2 separate regions of the Mus musculus genome follow, and region 2 is linked to region 1. A link is a contact called in public HiChIP or PLAC-seq data. All regions are on one chromosome and are shown on one strand. The core of a region is the stretch at or near the end of the contact, and the rest is flanking DNA. Distances in the headings are between cores, read along the strand shown. Region 1 overlaps Utp20 (UTP20 small subunit processome component). Region 2 holds the start of Utp20 (UTP20 small subunit processome component).

What was found. HiChIP or PLAC-seq counts read pairs in DNA pulled down with a chosen protein or histone mark.
Region 2: an H3K4me3 HiChIP or PLAC-seq map of bone marrow-derived macrophages shows a contact between it and region 1, with 2.2 times the contacts expected there. The contact joins the promoter of Utp20 here to the enhancer-like site in region 1. A contact is called at or near these places in 12 of 39 promoter capture datasets (3T3-L1-derived adipocytes, the HPC-7 cell line, HPC-7-derived erythroid cells and 6 more), 59 of 484 Hi-C or Micro-C datasets (the AML12 cell line, B cells, the C10 cell line and 21 more), 14 of 115 datasets of contacts at active chromatin or transcription factors (the 230-238 cell line, the SCID.adh cell line, bone marrow-derived macrophages and 3 more) and 4 of 9 other capture datasets (adipose tissue, embryonic stem cells, liver and 1 more).

Annotation. Positions count from the first base shown.
Region 1 is chr10:88,750,625-88,755,627 of GRCm38.p6, forward strand. It overlaps Utp20 (UTP20 small subunit processome component), which reads right to left. Exons shown (of 62, transcript NM_175158.3): 52 at 4,564-4,643; 53 at 4,127-4,196; 54 at 3,853-4,035; 55 at 3,012-3,143; 56 at 2,283-2,415; 57 at 721-908; 58 at 28-99. Among named protein-coding and RNA genes, the nearest start is that of Arl1, 22 kb to the left of the region's middle. Within about 2 kb of position 1,952, at least 6 of the 459 cell types and tissues checked have an H3K27ac peak or open chromatin away from gene starts, as enhancers often do. A contact at or near this core is called in bone marrow-derived macrophages, where this site is marked.
Region 2 is chr10:88,823,812-88,828,814 of GRCm38.p6, forward strand. It overlaps Utp20 (UTP20 small subunit processome component), which reads right to left and starts at 3,003. Exons shown (of 62, transcript NM_175158.3): 1 at 2,795-3,003; 2 at 1,607-1,687. The coding sequence starts at 2,839.

The DNA.
Region 1 (5,003 bases), core at 702-3,201:
TCCTAAGACAACTCCATACACTCTTACCTGCTCTCCCAGAGACTCATCTAAGAATTTGGAATGCAGCTGGTGGCATGAAGCCAGGGAGATACTCTTCATCTGTGAGAGGAAACGGACATTAGCAGACAGACAGCACATTTGCTGGGTTATTTAAAAACAAAAACAAAAATAAAAAAATCCACCAACCAACCAAAAAACCCCAGTCACGTGTAACAGCTGGGTACAGTGGCACACCTCTGAAATCCGAGCACACCAGGCACCTGAGCCAGAGGAGCCCAGTGAATTCAAGGCCAGCCTGGCAAACACAGTGAGTTCCACAACTCCTTTATGTTAGGAAAATCCTGTCTCAAAGCCAAACCAACCCCCAGCCCCAACAAAAACCCCAAACAAAGCTGCTATTAATCCCATGTGCAGCACCAGCGGGAGTATCTACCACCTAGGGGATGGGTGAGCCCCAGGCAATCCATACAGCACAGCAAACATCTCACTCTGCTTAGAGGGAAAGAAACGGCTTCAGAGAAACTGTACCTTAACAAACATATAAGCCACAACCACAAAACCCATACTAGGCATGGAGTGGTGCAACTCCCAGGACGTGGAAGGCAGGAGGTCACAGTAACTCTCAGGTCAGCTTGATTTTAGGCTAGCTAGGGCTATGCCAAGCCTATCTTTAAAAAAAAAAAAAAAAAAAAAAAAAAAAAAAAAAAAAAAAAAAGGTACCTTCTGGCCAAGGTCACTTGTTAGGAACCTGACTGCTATAGGGTCTGAGGTCTTCTTTTTGGTCTTTTTGCCTTTCCACTTTTGAATGAGCTCCTCTGGTTGGCAAGAGGCAAAGAGCAATCCGAAAATCTGGGCTGCTGTGAGCCACACCCAGCTGTGCGGGTGTCTGAGGTGAGAGTGCACGTGACCTGAAAGAGTAGAATGCATGGTCAGGCACCCCACACTTTCCTGACTCCCTGGACAGGAACATGAACGGAGGGAAGCATGCATGGAGCCTCTCTTATGGGCCTGGACGGAGGAGCTAAAGAGGAAAATGACGGTCCCTGCTTTCCAGGTCACTGAGGCCAGGGAGAAGAGGTAGAGACAATAATTATAATGCATGAAATACACATACACACACACACACACACACACACACACACACACACACACACACACACATATACACACGTGCGCGCGCGTCCCACCGTTCCCTATGAACTGGTGCCACAGGAGGCAGGTTCAGAACTCAGGGAGATCAGATGTGGTTCTCAGGCCACTTGTATAGGTCAGAAATGTAAGCGTGTACACAGATACACGCTTAGTTCTACGAGAAACTGGAGACAGAAAGGATCACTTCTTTGTGAGCGCTCCCTAAGCGTGTGCTATGGTAACCCCTCAGCCACCACAACCGAGAATGAGAGCTGCAGCTTTATCCTACAGAGGAAAGAGATGCTCCCGGGAGGCTGGGCACATGCAGAGTCAGAGCTGGGCCTCAGCCCGACCCCACCCAGAACTCATAGTGCTTCAGCAATAGGATGGCTACAAGGCCTCCCCATCACTGCTCCTGCCAGGTAAAACTGTGAGGCTAATGTGACTGTCGGTTAACTGCGGCATTCTACGTGAATATCCATTTACTGACTAATCTAAACTTATACGTTAAAGTTCAGGGTTACACTGTGCATTCAGAGACTTCTATATAGTACACAGGAATTTAATGTCCTCAAGTGAAAAGGGCATCTACTGAGCTGTACTGTCATGACATGCTGGCTGAGTACACTAGGACACTAGTGTCTCTAGGGAGCTAAGGCACCATGGAAAACATCTACTTCATAAAGAGACTGGATAGAGACACACCGTGTGTGCAGATCTCAAACAATCTTAGCCCCTCTCCCTCCCTCTACTTCTTCTTATTAACAAGGGCCCTTAGAAGGGTTCTTAAGTATAGGTCTCATCTCAGCAAAGCTGGGAGAAGACAGGAAGGAAAGGGATGAGGAAGGAAGAGCTGGTGTCTGTGTGCAGGCACGGGGAGTGTGTGAAGGAAGCCCTCACAAAGCACTTCCATGTTTGCCTTTTCAAAACTCAATGTCCTCTGTTTCAAAGATAAAATGTGTTAGTGACGAAGAAATACCCTTTCCCCCCAAAGAAACATTTGAGTGTAATAATCTGATGGGACCCTTTAGGGTTTTTTTTCCTTATGGACTTAAAAAAAATTACTTTCTGTAGTGTTCTTATTCAAATTTCAAGTACTTTCAATACTTTTATCACAACTACTATGTTGTTAGATTAAATATAACACTTACTCCAGATTTTACTCAGCGTCTCAGAGGGCTTGGTAAAGTGAATAATGCTACACTCTTTGATGAGTTTCCTCATCAGTGTGAGAAAACCGAACAGCAGGCGATCTGCAGCCTTTTCTTCTGTCTCCTCTATGATCTAAACACATGGAGAATGCATGCCAGTTAATAATGTCCTGGAAGCACCCAATGCATGTCTCTCTAGCACGCAGGTCTCTACTAGGCTTCCCAACCACAGCAAGGCACTGCCCCAGCAGCATGCCCACCTCCCAGCTGTGACAGCAAAAATGTGTTTGGATGGCGTCAGAGATACCCTGTGCGGTAAGATGCCCTAGCTGAGGGTCTCTGACCTTCCTAGATCATGGAAGATGACTTGCCTTCACCCCCACTGACTTTTTAGATAGTATCTCACTGTTTATACCAAGCTGGTGTCAAACTCCTACTTATGCTTCAGGCTCCCAAGTGCTTGGATTTAAAGGTATGCACACCACAGCAGGCTACCCCTGGGATTATAGGTGTGCATCAAGACAGCAGGTTGTTTCTTGCTTGTGTTTGTGGTGTTGGGGGCATGCTGGGTAAACACGACTGTAGAAATACTCCCTTTACCAGCTGGATTGCATTCTTGCTTTTACTAACAACAGCAACAACAAAAAATGCATGTTTAAATACATACTAACTCAACCTGAGTGCTTTGAGAAACATTTCCCAAGTTTTATTATCTAGCACATTACTTACATCTTTAAAATTTTCAGGATCAATTTCCTTTTCAATCACAGGAAGAAGAGTTCCAAGCCTTCTCTCAAAATCAACTCCTTCACTTTCCACGAATAAACCACAGGCCAGGGCAGCTAGTTGCCTGTTTAATCTCTACCAAAAACAAAACAAAACAAAAAAACCACAACAGTATTCAGGATGACAGAAAGGTAGATATTGTCAACACCAGAGACAATACAGATAAATGCCACGTGCTAGCCCTCCTATGTGGATCCTAGCTTTCAATATGTGGATTTACCTGGGAGTGGGTGTGTGGATGGCAGGAAACCAGAAAATGACCAACGAGAAGGGAAAGAAGAGGTTAAGGGAGAGGGATAGGGAGGATGCCATGTGAAAGGAAAGGGGGCTAGGGATGGAAAGGTTCAAGTCACATGGGGGCTTAGGGGGTGACCATCAACTGAACCAAAACTGGATGAAACTATACTCTTCAAAAAGAGAGAAGGAAATAAATGAAACCCTAGATGAACTTAGTAGAAGATGGGCCAGCAGTGACAATGACAGTATTAAGTAGGGGAGAATAATGATTGCTTCACTCCAGAAACTGAAGAACAAAGCTGGCAGCAGAAATGTCACGCACTCACACGCTGGCGTGCTCCGTTAGCACTGTAACATATGCAAACAGTTACTCTCTACGGCTTCTGTACTTCGCGCCAGTTTAAGAGCATACTGTCCACATGATCACACACCACCAAGGCCTTCTGGGACAGGGTGTTTCAACAGTGCATCTAGCATGCATTCTGATGTAAATTGTGCACCAAAGCTAAAATCATGTCACTGAACCACGATCAAAAACAACACTAACCTTTTTTGCTTCGAACCAGGAGGTGACTAGCCCAAAGAGCCAGTCTTTCTTCTCACGGTCGACCTTGCTGAGTAAGGACTTGATGGCCATGGATGCCATCCTCTTGCACATGGCAGAGTCATCGTTGACCATCATCAGGCAAAGAGGGATGAAGAACATCCCGCAGTGCTCATGGAGGAGTCCCTGCGGGAAAGCAGGCACCGGTGAGAATGGAAGTGCCTTGGGTGCCTGACAACACAGAGCCAGGCTCCCAGGGCCCATGGGCAAACCGTACCTGAGGGAAGGTCTCAAACAGATAGGCAATCATTTCCAAAGTAGATTCTCTTCCCGTCTCGTGCTCATAACTAGGGCAAGAATGTTAGGTAGACTCAGTATATCGTGATTATTTTAAATTAAGATGTATTCATTTGTCACCTTCTTTCTTAAACAACTGGGCACTCCTCCCTTTCTTTCATGTCAGTGATTGCATCCCCCATCAAGGGGCCATGCAGGCTTAGATGGAAGCTGTTGGGTTTCCAACATTCTCCTAAGTAGACTGAGCAGAGTGAGTGAAAAGCATCTCACAGAAACACCAGGGAAGCCAAGAGCAACAGAGCAGCAGCCACAGAGAAACTGCCACCATGCCCAGGCTGTCCCTTCAAGATCGTCACCACACTAAAAGCCAAGAAGAAACCACCCTCTGCTTCCATATAAGTTCATGGCTGTGCTTACTTCAGCTGAGCAAGCATGAATTCCAAGTTCGGTCTCAATTTCTCACCAAGGGGATAGTCAAGAATGTATTTCAGGAAAACCTAAGAACAAAGCACACAGCTGGTTACAAGGAGCCTGTCTGTTCAGGCAGGAACCCTCCCCTCCCCTCCCCTTGTTTCCTTTTGAGGCAGGAGGCTGACACAGGGCACTGCGCTTGCTAGGTCAACCGTCTACCACTGAACTACGTCTCCAGGATTCCCATCTGCTAAGGTGCTGTCTAGGACTCACAGGAGGGACAAACCGACAAAGTCAGCCTTTCCAACCAACTCTGGATTAAGCTGTCTTAAGCCTAGATCTGTGCCCCTTGCTGTCTCCATGTCACTCACTGAGGTCTGGTCCTTCAGGGCAGGCCCTGCCTATGACCCAATCCTAAGCGTGGACACCCTAAGCTTCTGTTGACA
Region 2 (5,003 bases), core at 1,753-4,252, 74 kb after region 1:
AAGATTAACTGTGCTTTCTGGAACTGTCCCTTTCTCTCAAATATCCCATGGACACTGTAATTTGCATGGGTCACAGGTACTACACATCACACTGAGCAAGTTCCAAGTGCAACCAATTATCTTCCTCGGAAGAGCTGCATGCTCTCTCTTATTAGCACTCAGTGCCTATCCTATCTCTAGAGAGTGTATATGCACACGTGAATGGCAGAGTCTTGCTCTGTAGTCCTGGCTGGCCCAGAATTTGTAATCTTCCTTCTTCATCCTCACCCGGAATCCCTTCCCAGATTGTTGAGTGGTCTCTTCAACCATCCGGCTATTGTAACCAAAAACCTTAACCTACCTTCTGTTCCTCTCCACATATTCAGTAGGTCAGTTCCCGCTCTTGAATGTAATGTCCCCGAAACGTCCCTTCTGATTTGGTTACCACTATCCTAATCATTTCTCATACAGACATCAGATCTTCTCTGCTAGTTTACATCCTGCTCTTTCCTTCACGTTAAAGACAGACAGGCTAAAAATCTTAAGCTTGATCATGTCACTTACTCCCCTGCTTACAGTTCAGGAACAGAATCCTATGGCTTTAGGATAAAATCCAAATGTCTCAGCACATAAAACTATTGAAGATCTTTCCTATGTCTCCAGCTACCCTCCTCTGCTGTTCCAGGCACCCCACTCGTGTGCACCCTAGACACATCTATAAGACTGAACAGTTTTGTAGTGCTTTAAATGGGACACACATTCCCGAGCTTCGGCTATTTTGTGCAGACTTTTCCCTTGGCCTGGAAAAGCCACTCTTGTCCTCTTGCCATGCTAAAACCTACAGCAAAACTCAATTCAGGTCCCATCTTAAAAATCATCTTCTGACATCCTTTCTGACACTCTCAGAAGGCTCCTTTCACTGAGTTCTCAAAGCCTTTTATGCTGGTCTAGATGTTATCATTCAACATGCTAACGTGGTAGAAGACAATGCTGGCAAAGACTCGGTACAGAATCTGCTCAGTAACAGATGAAGAGCTGAGGTTGAAACCCCAAGTTAAAGGTGTCAACGCTAACAAGACTGAGGTTAGGGTTAAGGCTTTTAAGAAAGGCTAGCAGAAGCACTAAGGGCTTGGTGCAGCAAAAAGGAAAACCCTTCTTCACAGAAGATGGCAGGTATGTGGTTAGAACCAGAAAAAAGTGCAGTTTAGTATCTTCGAGAGGAAGGAACTAAACACCAGGAAAGTGATTTCACTAAAATCACTTTAAAATCGGAGCTGCCAAAAAGTACAGGTCTGTAGACCCACTCGCAATGGACATGAGAAAAGAAGAGTTTCCAGTAACAAAACCCAATTGAGAATCAAGTCAAGCCAAGTCAAGTTCAACACGGCATCATCCGACTGAACAAGGCCAGGATGAACATGCACCATCTGGTATGGTACTCCTCTCGAATGATTCCAGCTAGCTGCATATAGCTATTGAGGGATTTAGGTTTAAAGTGAATGAACATATTTGCTGTGTGTGGTTTTTTAATTAGACAACACAGGTCTAAATCACTGCATGTACATTACAAATGGCTTGAAAAACAGCTTACTTACATTGGTGAGAGAAATTTAAAACTCCCTCTTACCTCGTCATAGCTTGCAGTTCTGTCGATACGGTGAATAATATCAATGTTCACATTCCCCAGTCTCTCTGCAAATGTAAGAAACTGCAGAGAAAAAGCATATTTAAGACATATTAGCATTCAATGCTTATCAGGTTTTGATATCTGCTGGAGTAAAACTACACCATAATCACATCAAATTCTGAACACAGAACGTTTTAGAGCTTCAGTGAGCAACCTCTGGACCATCACCACAAACAACAGTACCCTTAGCGTATCATTTCAGACCCGTGGTTTCTATTGGTCATAAAATATGTAACTTTTTAAAATAAGAGCAGCTATTACTTATGAAACACAAAAGGTAAATGTAAGAACTCTAAACAAAAGCAGTTACTACTTGAAGATAATAAATACTTGTACTTTTTGCATAACTTACTTCATCTGTATTTCTTTTTTCTTTTAACTTAAGTACCCTTGGAACAGGCTATGTAGCCAACGATGACCTTAAAATTTAAGTTCAGACCCTCTTGCTTCTACATCCCCAGGTCTGGGGTAACAGGCATTTAGCCATCACACCTGTTTTTGTTGTAACTGTTGTTGTTTTTAATGGGGATCCAACCTAGGGCTCCCTGAATGTTATTCAAACACTCCACCAACCGATCTACCTCCTACATTATGTTTTATCAAATACAATTTCCACACAGACTGGAACCTGGACGAACGCTTTCACACCACACCGAAAGCACAGGGATCTCGCTAAGTTGTGGGAACAGGTATATTTTTTAAAAACAGACAGACTCAGTTACAAAAGGGCTTGGAAAGGCATTATAAAGTACAACAGTAGCCAGCAGAAGTCATTCGCCACTTGCCAGCTCGCTCTACCCTCCTCTGTTCAGTCTTTAAAGTTAGAAGGGGGACTCGGTTGCAGACGATCCCCTGGGCCAATCAATTTGAGCCTGGAGTGAAGGGAGTTGCCCAGACAGGCCAGATCTCACCGCTAAAAGGCGGACTCTGGAATTCAAGTTTCCTCACTCCCCTGCGAACTAATGTTTTTTTTTTTTTTTTATACTGGCATAGTCTCCCATTTTCGCCAGAGCCCCGGGCAAGCGATTCCGGCTCTGCCCGGACTTGCAGGCCCTGGGGTTAAGGCGATCAGCTGGTCAGGCAGAGGCAGGGCGAACCGCGGCTCCGGGCCCAAACTCCCGCGCTCACCCGGTATGTGTTCTCGGTCTTGTGCGAAAGTGGCTTTGGCTTCATGGCTGCGGCGGGACAGCGGCCCGCGAGGGTCTCAGGACGACAGGAAGGGATCCGCGGGCACTGCGGAGGAGAAAGTTACTCCCACGCGGTACTCTCCAATGCTCCGGTGCCTGCTTTTCCTCACGTGTAGTTAGTGCCGCTGGGCGCCGCCATGTTGGAAAGCCAGGATGTGTGGGTCATGTGGGCGGAAGAGGCGGGCCGAGCATGCGTGCTCTTCCTGATTGTCAGTCGTGCAGTTTGCGGATGTACAGTTTTTGCTACATGAGAAGTTGGCCAACACAAAACAAACTCAGTGGTATTTTTGTGGACGTTTTGTTTTGTTTTGGACATTGTTTGTCATATTTGTCATTTGCCTGTTGGTCTTGATTTTCGTTTTTGTAGATTGGTGGTGATGGTGGGGTTTGGTTTGGTTTGGTGTTTTGTTTTTTCAAGACAGGGTTTCTCTAATCCTGGCTGTCCTGGAACTCACTGTGTAGACCAGGCCGGCCTCGAACTCAGAAATCCGCCTACCTCTACCTCCCAAGTGCTGGGATTAAAGGCTTATGCCACCACTGCCCAGCGTCCTTCCTTCCTTCCTTTCTTTCTTTCTTTCTTTCTTTCTTTCTTTCTTTCTTTCTTTCTTTTTTAAGAGAGAAGAATGTACAGTTGAATGGGTTGGGAGAATCTGAGAGGAGTTGGGAAAGGGAAAAACACGATCAAAATATATTGTATGAAAATTTTTAATAAAAAGGATAAAAGGGTTTTATTATAGAAAGAAAGCATAACCGTCACAACCTAGCATTAACTGCTGCTCGATACATACCGTGCACCATCAAAAGCTGTTTCCACCCATAATACAGTAATGCTGGTTATAAACTCAAAACGTGAAGTGTATGTTTGTTTGTTTTTTTTAAGCCCCCTTGGCATGCAAGGAAACCAAAGTTGGGCATCTTGTAAGTGACGATCTTCATTCACACGCAGACTCCGAGGTCCAGGTTTTAGTTTAGTACTAGAAAATAAAATCTGGCTCTTCACGAATGCCAGGAAGCAGCTCTACCACTAAGCTAGATCCTACAGCTCTTAATCATATATATAGAGAGAGTGTGTGTGTACAGTCGATGAGCCATGGAGTTATTTGCACAAAAATTGATGGAGGAAGGTCCAAGTGCAAAGTCCTTGAGATAAGATTTCATCCTAGCCTGGCTTGTGAGTAGTCAGAGCCCATCATGGGTAGAATACAGTGAATCAAGATATCTTTGCCTCCATTTATTACCTTTCCCATTGTAATCCATTTTAATCCATGGGAGTTCTGGGTATTTCTTCAAATCATGAAACAGTTCCCATGACTTTTGAACTGGGTTTGGTTGGCCAATCCATCATCATTTTATATTTTCTGTCCCCATGAGTTTTGTTTTGTTTTGTTTTGAGACAAAGTTTTTTTGTATAGCCTTGGCCATCCTTTCACTGTAGCCCAAGTGGGTTTCAAACTCAAAGAGCCCCCTGTCTCTGCTACTCAGTGCTGGGATCAGAAGTGTGCACCACCAATCACCACCCAGCTCCCTTCCTCATGATTCTCTGTGTTAAAGAGTAAGGTGTAAAACTGCCCCAATTATATACAAGTCAAACAATCCAAACGGAAATAACACTAGTAAGGTTCCTTATTCATAATAGACTTTGAATGTCTGAAATAATCCCGCATCCATTACCTCTCTGGTGTTTATGACAGCCCTGTGAGGTAAGCAGAAAGATATAATTGCCTTCCTATCATACAGAAAGAAATGAAATAGTCCCAGAGAAATTAAGCAATTTTGCCAAGGTCATGTGCTTTTGCTTGCCAATGCCAGAGCTTCTTACTCAGGCTTCAAAGGCCCTGGCACAATACTCATCTTCCCAAGTGATAAATGGTTGGCACTGTATAGCTCTCATGCTGCCCCAAGCACTGTTGCAAGTGTTTCCCATATGATGACTCATTTACTCTTCCTACCAGGTAGTTCTATTATCTTCATTTACCAATGAGGAAGCTAAGAGACAGACTGGGTAACTTGGCAGAGACTAGCTAACCCCATAAGGAAGTCAGAGTACCCAACAGTTGCAGGCAATGTCAGGATTTGTACTCTTAGTCTATGCACTATGCTACCAGAGGATTTGGGAAAAAGTTTTGTGATTCAGGCCATTGTGGGCACAG